Linked DNA regions of Zea mays: region 1 is linked to region 2. A link is a contact called in public Hi-C data. All regions are on one chromosome and are shown on one strand. Each heading gives the region's core, a stretch centred on a gene start, on an enhancer-like site or on the middle of the called end of the contact. The rest is flanking DNA. Distances are from core to core; before and after follow the strand shown. Region 1 holds the start of LOC103632340 (Octicosapeptide/Phox/Bem1p (PB1) domain-containing protein / tetratricopeptide repeat (TPR)-containing protein). Region 2 holds the start of LOC100276564.

Region 1 (6,370 bases), core at 1,580-4,079, 140 kb before region 2:
TGAAGAGCTCCAGCACCTCGGTTCCCATGTCCACCTTGCACGTGTCGGCGTAGCGCCACGAGAGCTTGGCCTGCTCGAACTGCTGCTGCCCGAGCGCGATGAGGCCCTCGTAGAAGTCGGGCTTCACGTCTATGGAGTCCTCGAACTTCCTGCCGGCCTTGACGTACTCGGTGCAGGCCCACTCGTACGCGGCCTTCACCTGGGCGAGTATGGACTCCCTGGAGGTGTCCTCGGATAGAACCAGGCGCTTCCTGGCGCGGGACATGTGGATGTTGCCCCAGTTGAAGAGCGCCAGCGCCGCCATCTCCTGGAACTTGGCCTCCGCCGCCTGGAATATCTCCTGCGCCTCCTCGCTCGTGATGGTGTCCTCCATGGCCTCGTAGTAGAGCCGGATGCCGAGGTCGCGGAGGTCCACGCACGCGTCGGAGTCGAAGCCGGCGTGGTTCTTGAACAGGCGAGCGAACTGCACCATCCACTCGTCGGTGGCGCAAGGAGGGTGACTCCGCTCGTCGTCCCTCCTCGAGCTCCCGCACTCGTACTCGTCGGAGGTAGTGTGGGCGCTGTAGTGGTTCAGGTTCGGCTCTCGCTCAGGGAGACAGGACAGCTGCTGGGGCATCACCAGGTCCCTGGTGATCTCCCGCTCGGGGCTCACCTCCTTGATGTGCAGCCGGACGGGCACCTGCGGGTAGAGGTCCTCCACCCACCTCAGATCTTCGGTGGAGGTGATGGTCACCAGGTCCCCCTCCTTGTCCATGAACTTGAGAAGGAACGACTTGAGGTGCGGGTTGTACTTGTACCGGGCGATGTCCATCACCTGCAACAGGCTGCAGTTCTCGGGGATTAGGACGATCCTTATGTCGTCCCCGTGAACGAACTTGAACTTCTTCTTCACCACCTCTCTGGCAGCCTCATGGTTCTCCCTGCTGCTGCTGCCGGCGTATAGTTTTGGATGCTTTTCTCTAGCACCACCGTAGTTCGATGTCCTGATGGTGATTTGCCGTTCTGGCGGCATGTACTTTTCGTCCAGTAAGGAGTGCTTCCCCGGCAGGCTGGCGCTGGCGTTGGCGTATCTCTCGTATCTTTCCTGCGTCGTCGTATGCCTGCTATGGCTGCCCACCTCAAAATGCTTCTTATTACGCCTCTCCACGACGCTGGCTTGATTATTCTGTGCCGTCGTCGTCGCCGTGTGCTTTCCCTTCTCAGCAGGCATCTGGATGCCTTTCACCAGGATCTCGTTGAGATGCTTCTCATGCTCATCTTGGCCATGCCTCCTCCCCGGAGAGTGCTGCCCTGCAGCTTCGTTCGTGGCACTGGCACCACACTGCTTGCTGTACTGCTCGGCGGCGTTCTTGAAGATTTTCGTCTCTTTCTCTTCAGGGTGGTGCCCGTGCCTGTGCTGCAGCAGGCTGCAGGGCTTCTCCTGCGTCTCTGAATTATTATGCTTCCCATTACTACTGCCGCTGTGTCTCTCTTTGTCGCCATCATCCTCGTTACTCCCAGCATGGTCCTCTTGGCCATCGTCGTTATTCCCATGATCGTCGTCCACTTCCTCCCCCTGAATCATCTCCCACACCTCCTCCTCCACGATTGAGTTCCTAAATTTCCGCGACACCCTCCTCTGTATCCTCTCCTTGGCGAGACTACTGATGGCAGCAGCAGGCTCGTGGTGGACCGACGACGACGCAACCTGTCTCTCCAGCGACGACACGTCCTCCTCCATCTGCATCACCTCCTTGATGCTCTCGTACAGCTCCGACGCCGTCACGTTGTTCGGCTCCAGGCTCAGAGCCTTCTCCGCGTCCCTACAAGCTAGATCTAGCCTATCCAGTGCCTCGAAACACCGAGCCCTCTTGAGCAGCGCCTTCGTGTACGCCGGCGACGCATCCAGCGCCGAGTTGCACTCGTCGATGGCACGGTGGTACTCCTCGGGGTTCATGTGCATGTAGCATGCCGCGATGTTGCAGTGGAGGAAGGCCACGTCGTTGTGGCCCTGCGGCAACAGCTTGATCGCCTTGTCGAACTTGAACGCCGCCCCCTCGTAGTCCCTGGTCTGGAATAGCCTCGTGCCTTCCTCCTTCAGCTCGGAGGCCAGCCCGATGAAGACGGCGTCGTCCTCGTCCACCGCTGGCGCTGGGTGCGAGCTGATCTGCTCGCCGCTGCATTGGCTGCTCCTCGAGTTGCACCTGCTGGTTCTCGGGCTGCCTCTCGATCCCGATTCACTTAGTTTCTTCTTCTTCGGTGTCTTCCCCATACCCTCAAATCTAATGTAATTATATTCTGGCAGATTCCAATTCGCTTCCACTTGTTTTTTGGCGCCTCCTTTCTCTTGTGGCTTCTTTCAGAAATCAATCAAGATCTACGTACTGAATCTCTTCGATTCTTCTTTGTAGATAGATACATATAAAAACACGAGCGCAGCAGGAACAACAAAGAAATCGAGATGTGGGAAAGAGAAACTGGGCAACAAGGATTCACACCTTCCTCTTCCCCGATACATGCCTACATCGAGAATTCGCTGTAGGGAAAAAAAGCGGAAATCATTGGGATTTGGGAGACGTCCCAAATTCGAGAAGAACACTAGCTACTAGTCTGCAAGAGGAATGAGGAAACTGACGATGCAGACGCACGAGGAAACATGCATGCATCCTACGGGAATGGAGCGAGGAAAGGGTGTGTGGTTGGAGCCCAAGGGAAGCCACACACTTTTTAGCAATTTCTATTATTAGTTTTTTCTCCATATGTTTATTGTATTGGCATAATCATCATCCCAAAGCACCATGTGCCAATGCACTAAACCTTTATTTATTTTTTCCTACCTCTTTTATATAAGCCAATTAAAATTAAGGGCGGGTCTAGGATGGCGTGTAGACGCCTGCCTTAAATAGAGCGTTGTTTGTGATCTTATACACTCGGCTTATTTGTTGCATGTGCTTTGGTTCTTCTAATTTTTCTAGCTTGTAATTATCTTGGTGTATAGAAGTGGTAATGTGCTCTAAATTTTACGCTATAAAATTTAATAACTAAATCGGATTAAAATCAGACTTTGTTTCTATTTATTTTTTAATTTAAATTATTTAAGAGCTCAAATAAATTGTGAATAGACATTTAGATCGTTATCTATTACCATGCCAGGGGTGTGTCAAATCTAATTTCGAAGGAAAAGCCAGGTATAAACTATGTATGTCTAAAGATCAAGAATAACATAGCTCGACAATGTGAGTGAACATCACATTACAATATTTATATTTTATAGAATACATTGTTAAACTCTTATTGTACGTTAGGGTGTTTGGTTTAATGAATGAGCTAGTCTATCATCTTCTTACTTCTCACTTTTTTATTTGGTTTGTAAAATGGAATGAGTTGATATATCACTACCACATTCCTAATAGTTAGTTAGTACTAATATAATTAATATGGTCATCACATCAAATTTGAGTAATTGATTCATGATGCACCACCTCATTTTGGATAGAGTGATTCCTTCAACCAAACACTCCATAAGAACTGATTTGGTGATCAGGGATCAAGGGGGGATTGGAGGGGATTGAGGGGGAAATTAGTTCATTTCCCTCTCAATCCCCTCCAATCATCCTATTATCCCTTGTCACTAAATCAGCCCTAAGTATTTAACAAAACACAAATAACTTAACGAAAGTGTTGCGTTCAAAAGTGACTGTAGAACGGCGGCAAACGATACTCTGCACCGGCAAGCTTACTTATTATAAATCACCTAGAAGGCTAGAACTTGTTGCAGTCCTAAAATTAAAACTCCTATTTATAATCTGCCGCATCTCATTCTTTTGATCAGCGGTTACAATGGATGCAACATAATTATAATAAACAAATTAAGAGTGAATATATATTGCACACAACAGGTATTCCATTTAGATAAAAGTAATACTCTCTCCGTCTCAAATTAAAATTTGTTTTAGTTTATTAATGGGTTCATACAATATTTGTTGTATGTATTTTATATATATATCTAGGTTTATCTTCATCCATTTGAATATAGACATAAAAACAAAAAGCTAAAACGATTGAGATGAGGGAGTAGCTTTTAGTTGATCTAAGTTTTAGTGCATTTAATTTGCTTGCCAAAGCCCGTTATAGTTAGACAAGTATATCATGAACTAAAATATATAAAAGTATATTATCTTGTGGTAGCAACACAACAACAACAACATTAACATTATCACAGTCCATGTTTCTTCTAATCAAAGAGTTAATAGACCACTCATAACCGGAAGTACGAAGCATATTTTAGTTTATTAAACCTTTTCATAAATTGTACAATTTACCCATGAATTGTGATTCACATATGCATAGGGGCATGACACTCCATTTAAACACTACAAATTGTGAATCGGCGGGTTTCTCTTCAAAGCTTTTACAAAGAGTCACTAGTGTGTAGACGCCTATTATATGTTTTATCCCAGTTGTTTAAATATAGTCATGATCTCTAAGGCGGTAACTTCAAAATAATAAATCCAATAAATAGTAGGATGTTGCACTCATCCTTAACAGAACATGGGCTATACCCTAGAAACCCCATCATGGCCTTTTGGCTAAGTGTTGGCACTAGATCTTGACTAGATCGGTATTCACCCATTACGATCGAAGGACTCAAAGATAGGGGTGTTCGGTCTAAGCAAAAAGATGGATCTTATGGATCGTTGTATCGTAGATAAGTCTTTAAATCATAGACAGATGATAGATTAGATGGAAAGTTTGGCTAGGAAGTGCTTATCGATTCTGGTCTATAGGACTATATAATGTAATAGTTTGTAATCATGATAAACAGAAGACATTCATTTACCAAGCAACATGTGCTTCTCGTCTCCTTGACGCATGGCCACCCCTAAACCGGTTAAGCAAAAATTGTGCGCTTTGTAAAAGACAGACGAGATGTGATAAAAAAAAGAGTTAACTTGGCTCCTATGAGCAGAATTCATTAGAGAAGTTTTCCATCCCAAGTGGGTGGCCAATCATATACTTGTACAAAAGAAAAAAATAAACAATGTGTGTGTCTGTTGATTATACGTTGTAAGTGCAATCAACCCCAATTGAGGGTTTTAGTGATTAAATGACAAAACGAATAAAGTTTCTAAAAAGTTTGCTATGGGAGGGAGGGGAAGAGAGAAACTAGCTCTGGTACTAGGTTGGAACGGGAATCCCTAACCCTTATCAGGGTAGGGAGTGTATATATGAGTGTTGTGGGCCAAGGACCATTACAATGGAGGTATACACAGTGATGTAAATAACACTCTATCAATTTGATGGACCTTGTATCAAACTTGATGTAATATTGTACTTTAAAGTTGCTTAATTAGTTGTATGGTGATGTGCAACTTGTCATGTATGTGTGTCGATCCTAGCGTGACATGTACCGAGACAATCAGATTTGTCTTTATTTTAAGTGGGTTGTTGTGGGACCATGTACCTTTTGATGTAGAGTCATGTGGATAGCCCTAGTGAAGCTTCCCAATCCTTTGGGACTCAAATGTGATCCAAATACTAATTCCATGAGGCTAGTATACACATTTATAAATTGGATGGTTCTAGACCTACTTAAACGAGATAAACCTATATAGGTGGCGATCAACTTTAAGAGTTGCTCCATAACTCGGGACATATCATCAGAGTGGGGCTGAAGCAACCCACTATATGCAGCGAAGCAAATCAGCGGTTCAACAGCCATAGGCATGGTTGGGAACAAGTGTAACTCTTACCCGATCAGTGATCTCCTTCCCTAAGAAAACAACAAATAAGAAAGAGTGAGTACTTACGTACCCAACAGCCCACCTTCACACATGGAATGGGAAAATCAGATATAATGCATGGAGTATGTGGAGCTTAGGATATTTTTGCAGAAAAGGCATTTTTGATGCAGAGCTATTTTGTAAAATATTTTATCATTTTCAAAGTGCATCCTCCCCCAGAGGAGCAAAAAGTTTTTCAAAATAGAACAAAATCCTCTACACTAAACCATCCAGTAATATCGGTAGTTTTCCACTGATTTTTATTTTTAGAAAGATTGCTATTGGACTTCTCGTCCACCATAGCTCATGGCTCAACCGCAGGACCTTTTAAAACCATTTTTCAAACCATTTTGGAAAACAAAACACTAATTGTCAAATCCATGTCATGACTCATCCATATTCGTGGACACAGACTATTTGAATAGATTTTTGAACTCTACGCAGAGGTGTACACTTTATCCACTAGTCCGGCTCTGCGATCTCATGGCCAATGAGACACGAATCCGAAACTCTTTCCTCCCCTGCACGACTTTACCTTAATGGTTATACAGAAAGGAACAAGGACTCCTCCTCGCCAAAACTAGGATGAAACTATTCCCCCTCCTTGC
Region 2 (6,640 bases), core at 1,916-4,415:
CTTCGACAAACATCGACAATTTCTCCCTCCTGACCATCCATTCCGCCTAGACATCAAGAACTTTACGAAAGGTGTCATAGTGACAGACCGCCCACCTACAACGATGACTGGTGCCGAAATTCGTCAACAGATAGATGGGCTCGTGGTCAATACAGAAGGTGGTTTTGTGGGATATGGTGAGCAGCATATATGGACACATAACTCGAGCTTGACTCGGCTCCCCTATTATGACGACTTGCTCCTTCGCCAAATCTTCGTCAGGCCCTTCGCCGCGACGAGTATCTAAGTGACCAGGTATGCGCACCCTTTCTCTTCCCTTTCTGCTCTGCTAAACCGAACACTCGAACCCTAACTTAATCTATCTGGGTACATGTATTTGGATCTGATCTCATTACAAAGTCTATTTATGTATTATGGCTACTAATTTCTTTCCTTTTTCAAAAGTCATTGAGTGTACATGTGCACGCCCATGCCCTTAACTGGGTTCGCCCCTGCAGTATTCTCTATTTCTCTTCTCTTTTTAGTTTTCTTATTAGGATATGATGTTGCTAGGAGCGAAAATTTTATTTATTGAGGGAATAGCCGTCTAATTGAATTAGATTGAAAGCAACTATTAAGGAGGTGTTTGGTTAGATCAAATATAACGTGATCCAATTATGTCTGTAAAGCGATATCCATAGAATAGAACTGTTTGGCTAGATGTAGTCTGTAATGAATACCTGGTAATCAAAAACCTTCTTCATTCAATTCCCCTGTAATTCGATACCACTCGCTCGGCGACTTATCCTCTCCCACGGCTCCCCCACTTCCATTTCCTCGCGTCGCCTCCCTTCGTGCCGCCATGTCCCCTCGCGTCGGCCGCCGCCTCTCACCGGTGACTATCGTCCTCTCCCTCCCTCTCTAGCTCTATCCTTTCTCTGAAACCCTAACCTCCCGTGAGGCAGGCTCCACGGCACGCAGTGGCCTCCTCGTCGTACCCGTGGTCCTCGAGCCTGCCGTCGACGAGCCCCGCCACCGTTGTGATGGTCGACGAACCCTAACATCTCATCCACGAGCCTGCCGTCGATGATACACGTCCTAGATCTCATCAAAGAACTTGCCCCTGTACTGTACCAGTGAGCCTCCTTTCTCTCCCTCCCTGTCCCTCTCATCCAGCTCTTCTAAGGTGGTGTTCCCATGAGGCAGGCTCCACGGCGGCGGCGATGAGCCCCGCCACCCCGTGCTTGTCATCGTCTGGTGCTATTCTTTACTGAATCGACTCATAAGGTGCCGTTCTTGAGGTAATTTACTCATTAGTTGGTTGCTTTCTCGTCTATTTTACTGTGCAAGAGCCTAGAGCATAGAGACTTGCTCTGCCCATGAGTCCAGAAGAAAAGAAGCCATACTACAATAAAGATTAAAGAATCATGTGCCTAAGCACGTGGTTTAAGTAGCTTATTTGCCTAAGAAACATGGTTAGTTAAAGAGCAACCGCTTGGGTGTCTAGCGAATATCAAAGGACAATTTTACCATTCCAAATCAGCCAGCCACCTATTTGGTTTAATAATTAAATAATGCTGCAAATCTCAGCTTTTCAGAGTTGGTGCTGACAGATTTGGAGCTGACATGGCCTAGATTTGGTGCTGTTTTTTCCTGCAAAATTCTCACATCGGTTTTTCAGAGTTAAGGGCATATACTGAACTTGAATTCTCACATCAGTTTTTTACCGCTCATTAGTGGCTGACTAATATGCATAGAATACAAGAGAAACTCAGGGTGGAGCTTATTTTAGGATGCTTCATTTAGAGTTTCATGTCAACTTCCTCCATATATTGGCTTACTGTTGTAGAAAAAGGTTCTTTTGCTCAATAAGACAATCAGATTCGAATAATAATCCAAAGTTTGTACTTCAATTTGTAAGCATCAATTTTCTTTTGTTATCTTGTTGTTTTCCACTTCTCTACTAATGAGATCTGTTTAATCTTGCAGTATTGCGACATCTGAATTGGTGAGCGACATCATTGTTCGCATAGGGACTACAAAGTTTTATCTTCACAAGGTAACCTGTAGTTTTCATTCACATGACAGTGCTACTTTGTGATTGTTGTTTTCTCAGGTTTTACATATGTCATTTGATTGTTGTTTTCTCGGGTTTTACATCCCAGCGACTTGATTAATTTCTTGGTTCTCATTATGCATAGCACAATCACTTGAGAGTGCATATTTATCACTTGATTAGTTTCATAGTTAAGGGCATACTGAACTTCAATTCTCACATGGTGTGCTATGTGCAGCTGAAGTTGGCTTCGATCGGTACGGCTGCCCAATTTCGCTGCTATGTGCTCTACTAGTAGCACATGTTTGCTCCTATGTGCGGCTGTTAGGCTTCATTACCTCTAGGACCATCCAAACAACGTAAAGGAAATGGAAAACGTTACCAGGTTTATCCAAACAATTGGCGCTTTTCATTTCCATGATAATAGATACCACTCTTATTTAATTACATTAACGTTACCATTATAAGTGCTCAACCAAACGCTACCTAAAGTATATTTTGTTAGGACATGTGAACTGTTAAAGGAGCTATAAAATATACTTTTGGTTTTGTGATATTGTTTTCATATTTTAATTATTTGTAGTTTAATTTATTTTATTACCAGATTAATGATTTAAATTGTACTTGTGGATTAAAATTCTAGTTATTTAAATAAAAATTGGAATTCACTGAACGGATTGTTGTATGATGAAAAATGCATGATATCAAAGCATATTGCTTCATAAAAATCATGTATATCTAGAAAATCCATGTAGTATTGAAAAATATAACGTTTTTATTATGTATAATTCAATATCACCATAACACCCCTAGGTTCTATCTAGAGATATAATATATTTAGAAAAATAGAAAATGATCAAACCATGTGATTAAATTGAATGTTTCTAGTTTCCCGTCTTTATGTCTGAAATTCTATTCTATATATAGAGCGCGACGCAAACGTGCGCACCCGTACATCCACGTCGGCAAAAAAAACATGTGCGCAAGATGTTCCATCAACGGACGAGATTTCTTCTCAGCCTCCCGGGCTGTTGTAGATGCCTAGAGAATTCTAGCCATGTGCAGTTTATAAAAAATCAACCGTTTTCTAGAAGGGTCTCAATAGGCATCGCGTGCCTAGCGTCGGCTACCGCGACTGCAGCGTCGGCGGCTGGGACCAGCGGATGTGCGTTCCTCTCTCTAGAAGCTCCGTCCGTCTTCACAGCCTTTTCCTCCCAACAACGCATAATATTAGCTAGGGTTTCAACGCATCTGACGGCGGAAGCTAGGGCGTCGCCACCGTCAATGTCTTGGCACTCCCGCTCTGTTCATCAATCGCATCGACAGGTAACAGTCCATCATCTCCGTATCACCTCCTTGGATCCTCCTCTGTTCCGTGACTTCCACAGCACGCTGCCAGGAGCCCTATCCTCAATCATGTCTTTCCCGCCGAGCTACACACCTTCAGGAGCCCATCCCCTCCTCCCTCAAACGACGCCGGGTGACAAGCAGGAAAAGTAGTAATGACGACATGCTTCCAAATCACTTTCAACAGTTTCTTCTACTTCTTTTTGTTTGCCTTATGATGATTATCTACTGTCAGTTACTCAGTTTTATGATTTGACTAGTTACTTTGGTTTGTGGAGCTGGATGGAACAATCTTTCAGGGTGCTTCACCATTAGATTGTGCTTATATATTGAGCTGAAAATTTAACCTATATATGTCCTGTTTTAGGTGCTCCATGATTCTCTATAACATCCGAAATAAATTAGGATTAAAGCAAGAATAGGAAGTTATTCAAAACTCAAAAGTAAAGGGTTTCCGGTCTTCCAGTTAAATGACCAAATGACCTGTAGAATGACAGCAAGCAAGCAAAATAAACGGCAGACAAATTGCACCAACTCAGAGCAGTGCAGGCCAGGGAAGAAAGCAAAATTTGACACATCTCATTGTCTAGTAAGTTTGAAGCCTCATATCAGTCTTAAATGGGATCAATATCTGAGGAAAGTTGTGCCAGAGAAGGAACAAGTTGGAATTTTGTGGTCAGACTTGGCCCCTTTCATGGAAAGCCAGAAACACTGTTCAGGCCTTGCTGATGTTATGTATGTTCCTCCAGAGATTTTCTCTCTTAAGAGCCTGAAAGGTGTGCTATCCTATGAGGTATACCTAGCTTCTTACCTACAATGTTAACTTCTGAGTTTATTTACCATGATCTGTTTTCATTTTATTTTCTACCATTGCCTTTACTTGCTAAATTCTTTATTTTGGTAGCGTTAGTCTGATATTTTATGCTATTCTGTTAACTATACATCAACAAACCTTGTCCTTGATGTAGGCATGGTCTACATCTCTTACAGAAGCCGAGAGAAAATTTCTCATACAATTCCTTCCAAGCGAGACTGATGCAGAAGAAAATGTAAAATTGTTGCTTACGGGACAAAATCATCACTTTGGAAATCCTTTCCTTAGCTGGCAAGTACTCTGATTTGATTCCTGTAGACCCATTTTTATTTTGCATTCTATGGATTTAGATGCATGTAGATGTGCATACTGTTTCCTTTGTTGTGGTTATATTTTGTTGTGAGCTGGTTGTCTTTGTTCTAGGGATGAAATGTGGGCCAGGTATTCTTGCCCATCTGTCCGACGAGTTTAAATCTGTTCATATCTGAGCCTAGATATTCAATGTCCTTTTCAGATCCCAGTTCATATCCGAATTCGGATATTCAATGTCCTAGATTCGGATCCGGATATTCAAAGTCGGATATCTGATATGTATACATATTATTTAGTATCTGATATACATATGCACATAGCCTCTTGAGATTTGCCCATTTTTATTTCCATCCCTCCATCCTATCCCCCCAATTTTTTTTTTCTCGAACACGCAGGAGAGCTGCGCATCAATATATTAAGAAGAAAAGGGGAAAAGACCCCGAAACAGACAGTACAACAGTACAACACACACACACACACATAAACACACACACACCGAACCCACCTAGCCAGAAAGAACATCTGGAGCAGGGGCAGGGACAGAGCGTTTGTCAGCTGACAAACACCCCAACACTAAAACAGAGAAAAACTAAACCGCCCGACTTTGAGCTAGGAGGTAAGAAAAACCCTTAGCCCTAGCCAAAGACCACAAGAAAGCTTCCTCCCTGGCCAGCCGAATCATATTGCTCCTCCCAAATCATATTGCTCCTCTTGCTGCCTGAGCACCTTGAGCTCGGTGGCGTAGCCATTTTTGATGCTGAAGATGGGGTTGAGTATGCGTTCTGCATGCAACCATCAGGGATGGAAATGGAAACATGATGGTGGAGAATATTTGAGAGACATGATGGAGGGATGAAAATGGAAACATGATTAGCTTAGGGGGCTAAGGGGGTATTTGGTTCCCCTAAATAAAGTTTAGTCCGTGTCTGTTGGAGCTGTGGCTTCTAAGAAGGTATGAGTGGTGAGGAGAAGGGTGAGGCTCTGGACCACGACGTTTGGGCGCCGTTGTCCTAGGATTAGGGCTGCTGGCTGGAAGGGGTGCGGTACTGTTCACGGGATGAACAATACCCGCGGTGAATAGTAGACACAGGAAAAGGGGAAGCCGAGCAAGATGATTTGCTTGCTTAATCTTTCATTGACTGAAGGGGTACATTTATAGGGCTAAGATAGCAGCCGTCCTTATCTAATATCTTAACAAACCAAATCCTTATATATCTAAACAAACTCCTTATCCCTATCCATCTAAACAAACTAACTGATACTTATCTATCTAAACAAACTAACTGATTTTATTAGGGCTACTAGGCTGTCGGTCATAACATCTCTCCCGGCCTCCAAAAACAGCTCGTCCTCGAGCGGGAAGGCATGATTACAGGGGTGAGGGATCTTCCGCCGCAGCCACTTCGTTGTCGTCGGCAGTCACCTCAAGGTAGAAGAGGCGTTGGCAGTGATGGCCTCGTACAAACGGCTCATCGCAGTTGTAGCATAGCCCTTGGCGCTGTCGCTCCGTCATCTCTGCTGGGGTGAGGCGCTTGAACATCGGTGCTGCCAGGGTGGAGGCAGCAGCCGATAGCCCGGCCGGTGATGCCGGCGTTGAGGATGGCGTAGCCATTATACGTGTAAAGGGCGGAGGCACACGGCCGTCTGAGCCTTGTTGGCGGCGCTCGTATGCTCGGGCGAGGGCCATGGCCTGTTGCAGGTTGCCGGGCGCGCACAGTTCAACGTCCACCCGGAGATGCCATGGCAGTCCCGCGGTGAATAGTTGGGCCTGTTGGTGCGGCAGCGGCACGGGCTCCGTGTGGCACAAGAGAGCTAGGAATCGATCCTGATAGTCCACCGTGGAGCGGAACGGCAGGCGTGCCACCTTGCCCAACGTGTTCGTGCGCAGAGGAGGCCCAAAACGCTGCTGGCACAACGTCTTGAAGCGCGACCAGTGTAGTGTGGGCTTGTCGCGCCGTAGCATGACGGACCACAGCTGTACAACGCACGTGAGATAGTACGTGGCCATCCAGACTTTATCCACCTCCGGCGTCCCTTGATTGTAGCTCTCACAACGGGACAGCCAGCCAACATGATCCTCTTTGCCGTCGAATGTTGGAAAGGGAAGGTTGTGGTGGTGCTGGTTGGGAGGG

What was found. Hi-C and Micro-C count contacts between places; a contact is called where the count stands out from the background.
Region 1: a contact with region 2 is called in a Hi-C map of root tip, with 3 times the contacts expected there. The contact joins the promoter of LOC103632340 here to the promoter of LOC100276564 in region 2. A contact is called at or near these places in 2 of 25 Hi-C or Micro-C datasets (ear and root tip).

The regions. Positions count from the first base shown.
Region 1 is chr7:48,707,164-48,713,533 of Zm-B73-REFERENCE-NAM-5.0, reverse strand. It overlaps LOC103632340 (Octicosapeptide/Phox/Bem1p (PB1) domain-containing protein / tetratricopeptide repeat (TPR)-containing protein), which reads right to left and starts at 2,829. Exons shown (of 2, transcript XM_008654149.3): 1 at 1-2,829. The coding sequence starts at 2,251.
Region 2 is chr7:48,565,882-48,572,521 of Zm-B73-REFERENCE-NAM-5.0, reverse strand. LOC100276564 reads left to right here and starts at 3,165. Exons shown (of 8, transcript NM_001363614.2): 1 at 3,165-3,361; 2 at 3,750-4,175; 3 at 4,351-4,487. The coding sequence starts at 3,861.